2 separate regions of the Capsicum annuum genome follow, and region 1 is linked to region 2. A link is a contact called in public Hi-C data. All regions are on one chromosome and are shown on one strand. The core of a region is the stretch at or near the end of the contact, and the rest is flanking DNA. Distances in the headings are between cores, read along the strand shown.

Region 1 (4,963 bases), core at 2,019-4,518, 82 kb before region 2:
TCACTAGAAATTGACTATTTTCATTCGTATCAAGTGTGTTGTTCGTATCAAGTGCAATGAAAAGTATAACTCGACACCTAAGTTGTTATGAATGGGCCAAAAACAGTTATGTTAAAGTAGCCTAATACCACCTTAAGTGGCTATGTATGGGATACGGGTTAATAAATGTAAATTTTACCTGTATCCCAACATATTTACTACTATTTATCTAAAATCCCAATTTTTTTTATAAAATTTCAAAAAAATTCACTTTTTAGACATTGAAGATACATATAATTAATGTTAGATACATATTATAGATACATTTAGTCAGTAGACTAATTTTCTTAATTTAAGGTCTGTAATGACCAAATTTTCATTAATGTAGCAATTAACCTAACTAATAATGGTAAAGAATGAAAATAAATCCCACAAAAACAGGTCGTTTGTTTCTGATTCCAAATTTTTAAACAAATTATCTTCCATTATCAATTTTGTTTCTAGATAAAACGGTTGCTTCTTTTTTTTTCTTTGATATTTTGTTTGAGGTACTTGGAATGAACATTTTCGTGTTGTTACGTCATTCCGACGTTTGGATTAACGATATAAAGTACGAGTGTTATAAGAGTGATGGAATCTTGTTAGTGAACATGAAATGTATGAAAAATTTATGACAAAATGATAGATTGAAATGGTTTAATTTGATGTACGGGTACCCGATTCAAATTAGCACTACAATTAATGTGATATTTAGCTACGATATAAAATTCGTCACTAATTGTTCACTTTTAGTGACAAAAGTTACCTTTCGTTGTTAAATACATGGGCCACATATTTTAGTGACAAAATATAAATTTTCATAGCACAATTTTGTCCTCTAAAGTTTCCCGCAAAAAAATGAGTTGGCACCATTTTATTAAGCAACATTAGTCACGAATTATGTGTTATCAGTGACACATTATTTCGTCACTAATAGTTTATATAGTTTGTGACAAATCAACTTTTTGTCTTAATAAAACTAATTAATTTTTGGACACAAAAATATTTTGTCACAAAAAATAGTTTTGTTACAATAGTGACATATTATATTTTGTAGTTAAATGTTGTAAGCTTTAGCCATAAATTTTATATTTAATTGTGACATTAGTTTTTGTCACTAATAATTTATATAATTAGTGATGATCATTTTATTTTCTCTAATCAATCTATGATTTACTGACAATAAAAATTTGTTACAAAATTTTCAAGGTATAAATAACAACGACTTTAAAATTTATAGTTGAACAATTCAACTATTTGCGATGAAAAATTCGTAGCAAAATACGAAATTTTCTTTGGCTATTGTGAATGATTACAAGTAGAGCAATGTATTATGTGGACAAGAACAGAAATGATGGATATCAGATGGCCAAAGAAGCTTAGAAAAGGTTTTTAGCCTCTTTAAAATAGTTTCATTTCATATAAAATAATATCATTACTATATAGAAAATGTATCACTTCTATATATGTATGAAAAATGTATTATGTACAGAAAAAACTGTATCATTTTTGTATCACTAATGTATACAACTATTTTCATCATAGTATAGAAATTGTATCAATATGTATATGTCTGAAAAATGTATCGTACATAATGAGACTATATCGTTGTATCTATGTATATGAAAATGTATTATCATTATATAATTTATGTATAAATTCTCACAAATTATACAGATATATACAATTAGTATAACGTATTATACATATTTCGGGATACTAGTTTGACCGCACGTGCCTCACACATATAATATTTGATTATTTAAAATTAAATGATTTTATCTATCACTTTTCGAAGATCCTTCACATTTTAATATAATAATGTAAATATAAAATATATTTTAGTATAAGCACATATACATTTTCCCACCAGAAGTTTCAAGTGATTGATCACTTATCACTTTTGTGTTTCTCAGGCTACACCTCTTTCCCTTGCTGCCAGAGCCTAAGAGAGATGCATAAATTTGAAACATAATTGTGGCACGATTATTTTTCATTTTTCTTTCTATATTTATAATTTTTTCTTGTTTTTAAAGTCAAATTTTTACCAAATTATTGATTACATTTTTATTATGTACTTAATTTTTTTAAAATTTTGTACTCCTTAAATTTTTCTTATTCTAACACTTTTATATTTATTTCTAGATTTTCAAATCTTCTTAAAATTAAATTTAGTTGATTTAGAATTGTTAAACTAATGAAAAAAGTTTTAGCTGTCATTAAATCTGATGACTTCTAATAAGAAAAGATTTTACCATAAATATATTTAATTAATAAAGCATTAATTCTAATGACTTCTAATAAGGAAAGTTTTTACCATAAATATATTTAATTAATTTTTAACACATAAATATTAGAAAAAAAATATAAAAAAGAATATTTTAGGTAAAAAAAAATATATATTTAATTATTTTTTAACACTTAAATTTCAAAAAAAAAAAATGAAAAAGACGATTTTATCTAAAGTAAAGACGTTTAATGAATGACAAAAAGTTCAAACAATATTTCTAATGCCCTTCACATTTTTAATATATTATAGAAATTATAGATATAGATATAGATTATAGATTATAGATTTCTTAAGCACACCAAGTATAACAACAATATCCTAGTCAATTTTACTATTTTTCTCATATAATTTTAATTTAGTTATTAATTTTAATTGATAAGTACTTTGAGGTCAGCTAATATTTTTTTAAACATTCCATAATTAAAATATTGTGTTGGGTATCTTTATCCTAATATAAAGAGAATAAAATCAGTTGCAAAATTTTCTTCCCAATTAAAATACCTTTCATGTTAATTTTCTTTTTTATTGAAACATTTCATAGTTAAAAAATTATGTTGTTTGTATCCTAACATAAAGACACTACAATTAATTATACATAGTAGATAAAATCATCTTTGTACTATTTTTCTCATATAATTTTAGTTTAATTATTAGTACTTATTTGTAAAATATATAAAAATAAAAACACGAATGTCAGCTACATAATTTAATAGTAATTTAAAACCAAATATTTATTTACTATCTTTATATTTAAAAATAACAAGGATGAAGTATTTTAAGAAAGCAACTACTATATAGAAAGCATGTAAATAATATTAATATTTAAAAGTAAAAAGTTATGTACAATGAGAACACCAAAGATTAACAAAACGCGGGTTCATAACAAATAAGTATTTTGCTAGTTATGTCCATGTGTACGATGGGTAGGATAACTGTTTTAGTGTGTGCCAAAAAATAAGGGGAATTTGATAACGTGCAAATGAGGTGAGGGTAGTGCTGTAGTAATGTGCTCATCAGGGATATGCCATTTTTTCCCTTTATTTTGTATATATTTTGAAAAGATTTATATGTAAATTAAATACAATAAAGGTAACTTTAATGTGATATTTTTTTTACAATAAAGGTAACCTTAATGTGATATTTTTTTTTAACTTTATATATATATATATATATCAGCATTCATTTATATGTCTTTTAAATGATTAAATAGGTACAATAGTTTTGTTAAAAAAATAGAATTCCATTAAAAGAATTTGGCCGTAGAGCATTTGATGGAGCAATTATAGGTATTTAGTATATGTAGAAGATAATTTAATTATTGTCATAATATTTTGAATTTAAAATCAACTAAAAGTTGTATTAGTTTTTTCCTTATTTAAATTATATAATTTAGGACTTTCAAATCAACTAATATTTTGTATTGATTCTTTCCATATTAAAGGACTCTTACATTATATAAAAACATGAAAAAAAAATACTCTGCTTTTTGAATCTCTCAATTTTTGCTTTTCTTCATCTTTAGTAGGAATATAAGCAAAGCCATGCCACTAGGAGGACGTATATATAAACAAAAGACACTTATTGAAGAAATTATTTCAGTTGCTCAATCTGTTGAAGAGTGAAACAAAAGTACTCCCGCAACTACTACAGGTAATATCATACATGCAAGATTGGTTAAACTAAGTTATTCGGTACTTATGTTGATGAAATATGATGGATATTTCATAAAATTAATTAGTTGAGGTAGCGTGTCAAATTTTTATTAAGCCGAGGGTGTATTGGGAACAATTACACTAGACCCCACTTGTGGGATTACAATGGATATGTTGTTGATGTTGTTGTTGTGTTTGTTTATGTTGTTTTATGAAATTTGTTTGTTGGAAATGTAAGAAGTTTGGGAAAAAAGAAAAAAAGAGAAATTTTGGGGTCATTGTGAAGTCAATGATAGTCAAATGAGTTTCCTCCAAGAAACAAAAATGTGTCCTTTAGGTCTTTTGATTTAGGTTATACTAGTTTTACCAAAAATATTATATCTTGGTTGTAACTGTGTTTAATAGGTAACTGCTTCAATCTCATATTACCCCACTTATGAGATTACAATGGATATGTTCTTTGTTGTTGTTGTACTTGTCTATGTTGTTTTGCTGTGTATTGTTTGTTGTAAATGTAAGAAGTTTTAAGAAAAAAAATAGAATTTTTTGGGGTTATTGTGAAGTCAATGCATAGTCAAATGTATTTTTCTTTTGTTGGTGTTGTACTTTGTTTAACCCAATAAGAAGATTATGAAAGGATTAATGGGTAAGTCAACTGATTTTCATTCAGAAAGATTAGTTCTTTAATTTTAGTTATACTAATTTTACTTAAAAGATTGTATCTTGGACGAACTGCGATTACTAGGTAACTATACCTCAACCGGAGAATAACTGTTATAACTAGAGTATAAAGGCTACTTATCCATCCTTCCTAAACTCCACTTGTGAGATTATAGTGGGTATGTTGTTGTTTTTGTGTATGTTGTTTTTCTGGGTTTTCTTTGTTGGAAATGTAAGAAGTTTGGGAAAAACAATAAGACAAAACAGAAATTTTGTAACGCCCCGAAAATCTGTCCTGAGATGTCACACGACGCTTGGAACCACAAGTGATCCCAAGCTAATC
Region 2 (5,237 bases), core at 110-2,609:
GGGTTGTCACTTTACCCAATAACCCAATAAGAAAAAATCGAACCGAACCAATAGCCCAATAATTTTTTTTTATAAAACCATTAAAAAATCGTTAATCCAATAAAGAAAGAACAATTGCAATAAAAATTTTATCAGTTTGATTTATCGGTCGATTCGATTTTTGCACATCCCTAGTTAAAATAAACTAATAGCTTATAACCTTGTTTGATTGTGTAAACATATTTTACAATACACAAAACTTAAACTTAAACTTAGAAAATAAAACAATAACATATTATAACTGATCAAATCGTATTAATCATGTAAAAATTGTTTACGCTGTCGAACTATGTTGAGCATGAAGGAATTAGAGTACATACAGGCGGGTACAAGTTATGCCACTGGAACATTGACAGAAGGGCTTGCCAGCAGCTTTGGAACCATCTGTTTTAGAGACAGAGCAAGACCATCCTTCTGCACACTTGCACTCTACTTTCCCATCTTCCACTGTTTCACAGCATCTACACACAACTAGCCATAACTTATTACATGTCCAGTTTATACAATAATAATAATATCTTCATATTATAGTATATTTTTTTTTTTTCAATTTTTTATATCAGTATTACATAGCAGTAGGGGAAGGAGAAGGGATTGCAAGGTGGAAAGTCGAACTCTCGCCGACAAGATGAAAGTTCAGGTACCCAACCAAGTGAGCTACTGATCGCTTGTTCATGTATAATTCTTTTTCAGATTCTTCATATCAATAAAAAACTAGCTAGAATTTAGAGGAATTATTGGTGAAATATCACAAGTTATTATGAAATTAATTATAATCTATTTGCTAACCTTAGTGATTGCTGGTTTGAGCTAAGAGCCTCCATTCTTGGCTGTAAAATTAATTATTCCTTACCTTTCTAAATATCCTGAAATTTGTTACTGCAAGTCACTCATACTTTCATACATATCTGATTAGCTGCTTTTATAGATGCGGCTGCGGATTTATTTCCATTCAAATTATTTGAAATTGCTTAACCTTTTCTCCTTTCTCGAATATTCCTATAGGCTCTTGTCGATGCAAAGCGGCATCGATGTTAGATTTAAAATTGGAATTTTGTTCGATCATATAATCGGAATTTTTAAAATTATATATTTTTTTCATATATATGAACTCACAATTTGTAAAACTATCAGAAGTTTATCAAATGAGTAAATTCGAAGTTAATAGAATAAGGTATCAAAATATCTTATATTTAATTTTGAGATGTCGTAGTTATTAAATTACATATCTTCACGTTTCTTTTTAAATAAATATTTGCAATAATATATCGTTACAAACTTTTAAATTTATGATTTTACAAAGATGGACTGATCAACAATAATAATAATTATGTAACTATTCTTTGATATAATCTCCTCATATGATATGGATAGTCTTTTCGCATCGAACACGACTCTTTTTTTACAAAATTTAAACTTATAATTTTGTTTTGTATAATATGAATTATGGGCCAAATTTCACATCAAATAATAAGATAGAATCACAATTTAAATTTAAAATTCTACTTTAAAGTTGAAATTTAAATAAAAAATTTATAATTAAACGTCTCAACAACAAACTCAGTGTACTCCCACATAGTGGGATCGGGGGTAAGATGTATGTAGTCATATCACTACTTCAGAATACGTACAAAGACTGTTTCCGATTATAATTAAACGCCTACTTATTCAAAAGCTACGGAGCGGATGCATTCCTCCACTATAAAGTTCTTTAGTGTGATGATAATTACGTACAAATATGAGAACTGTTGGGTATAATGCCAGTTGTTAATATTCCAAAATAATTAGTAGTATTAATTAATACAATCATAAATTAAGTAATATTTTTGTAGGATGGTGTAGCCTACCTGTTATAGGGAAAAAGACATTCATAAAACAATTAACAATTAAAATCACTTTTAGCATTGGTCTGAGTTATAAGTATCTTTTTGATTTATCTATATACTCCCTCCGTCTCAAATTAGCCGTTCTATTCTAAATTGAGATGATACATTGATTAAGAAAAATAATTAATATCATACGGAGTTTATCATAGTACCCTTATTAAATGATGTTTACATTTTAATTTGACGAAAAAATAATTAATTTGAGACGGAGGAAGTATTTGATAAATATTCAAAGTGCCCGTAAGATAAGTATTTATAAGCCCAAAAATCTAAGTTAATTAATTCCAACTTAAGATTTTTTATCTAACTTACGAATACTTTTAGATTGATCAAAATTTTTACTATTTTATCTTTAACATTTTGTCTAATTATTAAAATATTTTTTTCATATCAAAACTTCAAACTTCCTCTCATATTTATAGTCCATACTTTGCCTTAAGAAGAACTTTTAAATTTTTGTATAAGAATTAAAAATTTTCAATCATTTTACCGATAAAAAAATTGTCAAATGAATAACAATTATCGATTAATTATAATCAACTGATTAAGCGAACTCTAATGATTTAGTTTACTTTCTTGTTTTTTACCAATCAATTACAAATAGAGCCCCATTTTGTGATTATTCTACTTGTCTATCTTGTCGTTTACCAATTATTATTCTGACCACCACATGAAAAAAGAAATAAAAGCCACTACAAGTGGTCAAGAATTTCAGGAATATCTTTTACACCAAAAGTGGTCATTATGTGGAAGGTTTTGATCAATTAGGACTAGGGAAAGAATATTAGGTTTATCTGCAAAATAATCATATACTAAATTTACATTTCTATGACCATTATTGATGACACTGCATACTTGAGAAAATGGTCATTATTAAATTTGAATCATTAAATTTCGATATCATTTCTACAGTTTTTCGATAGTCTTCCGTAAATGTGACCGCTAAAATTTGATAACTATTTGACGACAAATTTAGGAAAACAAAACTGTTCAAAAACTTATTCAAGAAACCCCTTTGCACTTACACCAAACATAAGAGACCATTTTTAGCCTTTTTTTTTTTTTAAAAACAAGAAATTATATACATGCAGTGTTTTTTTCTTTTATTCATATATGCAGGCTTATTTCCTTTTTTTTTTTAAAAAAAAAATATATAGTACGTGCATGTGAGACATTGTTTAATTGTTATTTTCAGCCGGCTGGAATATCCATTACTGGACCTGGTCGAAGCCCAAATGGATTGATGTCCCATCTCCATCTCTTTGCGTTTATACTGTCCAAAAGGCCTAAAGCCCCAACAAAAAGAAAATGACAATGGACAGATTGAGGTCTAGGGTTCTAAAAAGGACATCTCTATCAAGGAAATAGTTAAGTGAAAATTACATATATAATGACATGTTTACTAGTATTTATTAAAAATCCCAACTAATTTCAAAATCTCATAAAATCTCAACTTTTGACCTTTGATGATACATGTTAATTAAATTATATATACATACTACGGCTACAAGTTTTAATTAAACAAACTAGCACGTTTTATGGGAGGTAACGGATAGCTTTGCATTAAAACAACAATTAAGCTAACTAATTAAGGTTAAAAAAAATAAAATCCCACGATTTATATAATCAGTTTGTTATTCCACCATTCTAAACAAAAACCTTTCCATAATCTGTTTTGAAATTGTAAAAACTTCATACGGCTTGTTCAAAAAATTCATACGACCATTTTTTTTTATTTGTTAATTTTGTTTGTGTATTTGAAATGAATATTTCGGTGTTGTTACTTCATTTCGGTGTTTGGATTAATGAAATCAAGTATGTGGGCTATAAGAGCGATGAAATCATGATCAGTGAACATGTAACTTACGAAAACTGATTTCGACAATTGCGGGAGAACTGAAAATGAACGAAACCTTTAAAAATATTGAGGCTCGTTACATTGTTGAAGGAAATGCTTGTCCGTTGTTGATTCGTAACGAAAGGAGTGTGAAGCTGTATGTCGAAATTAAGAAAACTGAGTGTGGATTGGGGACGTATCCACTTATCATCACTACATTAGATAAGTCTGCTAGTGAAATGTTGTTTGATGAGAAAGTTGGTGTTGTAATATGTTTGGAAAGTTCATCAGAAAAAATTGCGGAAATAATTAGTTATAAATCTAATTCTTCTGCTCCTTTGCCTTTGTTGGATAGGAAGGGGAATAAGATCATTACTGATTGCAAACATAGTGTGATGTTAAGGCTGGGCAAATTTACATGAAAAAGTGTACTCTAATTTCGGTTATGGCACAATTTGCAATTGAGCATTCCTTCAATTTCTATGCCAAAAGATCGGACAAGAAAAGGTATGTTATGTTTTTTATGTAGCAAGTGTTGTTAAATATTTGTACATTAATTTAATTTTGTATCTAACATTTGGTTGATTATTGTTTTACAGATTTTTTTTTCCTTATGTTATTAAGGTCGAGATACAATTTATTATGATAATGATACATTTTGCTCATCTTGTATCTGAGTTTATGAAGTTCCGTTTAATTATGTTTCTTGTTGTGTTTGAGTTTTATCTATATCTACATACAAAACCAAAATAATAGAAATATTTTAGATACTTGTTGTACAAGTTTGTGTAATTAATGTATCTAGCAATCTGTTTTTTGCCAGTGCGTGAAGAAAAATAAGTTGAAGTTTTGTTTTCATTGATTCAGCCATGTCCTACGATGTCATTCGGAGGATTGTGTTTGGATATTTAAAGCATCATGTCGTCGGAGGACTAAACTATTTAAAGTTAGATTTTTTCAAGATGTTCACACATGCCCGTTGAAAGACCGAGTTTTTACTCAACTTTAAGGTACAGTTGGGTTTGTTAGTGATTTTGTTGCACCAAAATTTGTCAATTATAAGAGAATACATACCCCGAATGATATAATTGAAGATATTAAAAATATTTTTGGCGTAGACATTAACTATCAGAAGGCTTAGAGGACTAAAGAATGTACAATTGAGATATTAAGGGAAAAACCTAAGGATGGTTATTGATAAATGGCTAGATATATATACATGTTAAATTCCGTATATCCAGGTTCACATATTAGAATGCATAAATCAGAGGATAATAAATTCATGTATTTGTTCGTTGTATTGCATCCTTTCAAGAATGGATTCGAGTATTGCAGGCCTGTAGTTGTGGTTGATGGGGCGCATTTGAGTGGAGCATATAAAGGTACATTTGTTTCCGCAAGCACTCTTGATGGAGTGGGTAATTTATATTTATTTGTATGTATAGTTATTTTGTGATGTAATTCAGATCATAATT

What was found. Hi-C and Micro-C count contacts between places; a contact is called where the count stands out from the background.
Region 1: a contact with region 2 is called in a Hi-C map of pericarp, with 2.4 times the contacts expected there. The contact joins the enhancer-like site here to the promoter of LOC107870847 in region 2. A contact is called at or near these places in 2 of 5 Hi-C or Micro-C datasets (pericarp and placenta).

What each region holds. Positions count from the first base shown.
Region 1 is chr1:17,810,301-17,815,263 of UCD10Xv1.1, reverse strand. No RefSeq gene overlaps it. Among protein-coding and RNA genes, the nearest start is that of LOC124897259, 16 kb to the left of the region's middle. Within about 2 kb of position 3,268, at least 1 of the 5 cell types and tissues checked has an H3K27ac peak or open chromatin away from gene starts, as enhancers often do. A contact at or near this core is called in pericarp, where this site is marked.
Region 2 is chr1:17,726,529-17,731,765 of UCD10Xv1.1, reverse strand. It overlaps LOC107870847 (succinate dehydrogenase [ubiquinone] iron-sulfur subunit 3, mitochondrial), which reads right to left and starts at 1,359. Exons shown (of 3, transcript XM_016717525.2): 1 at 829-1,359; 2 at 360-500.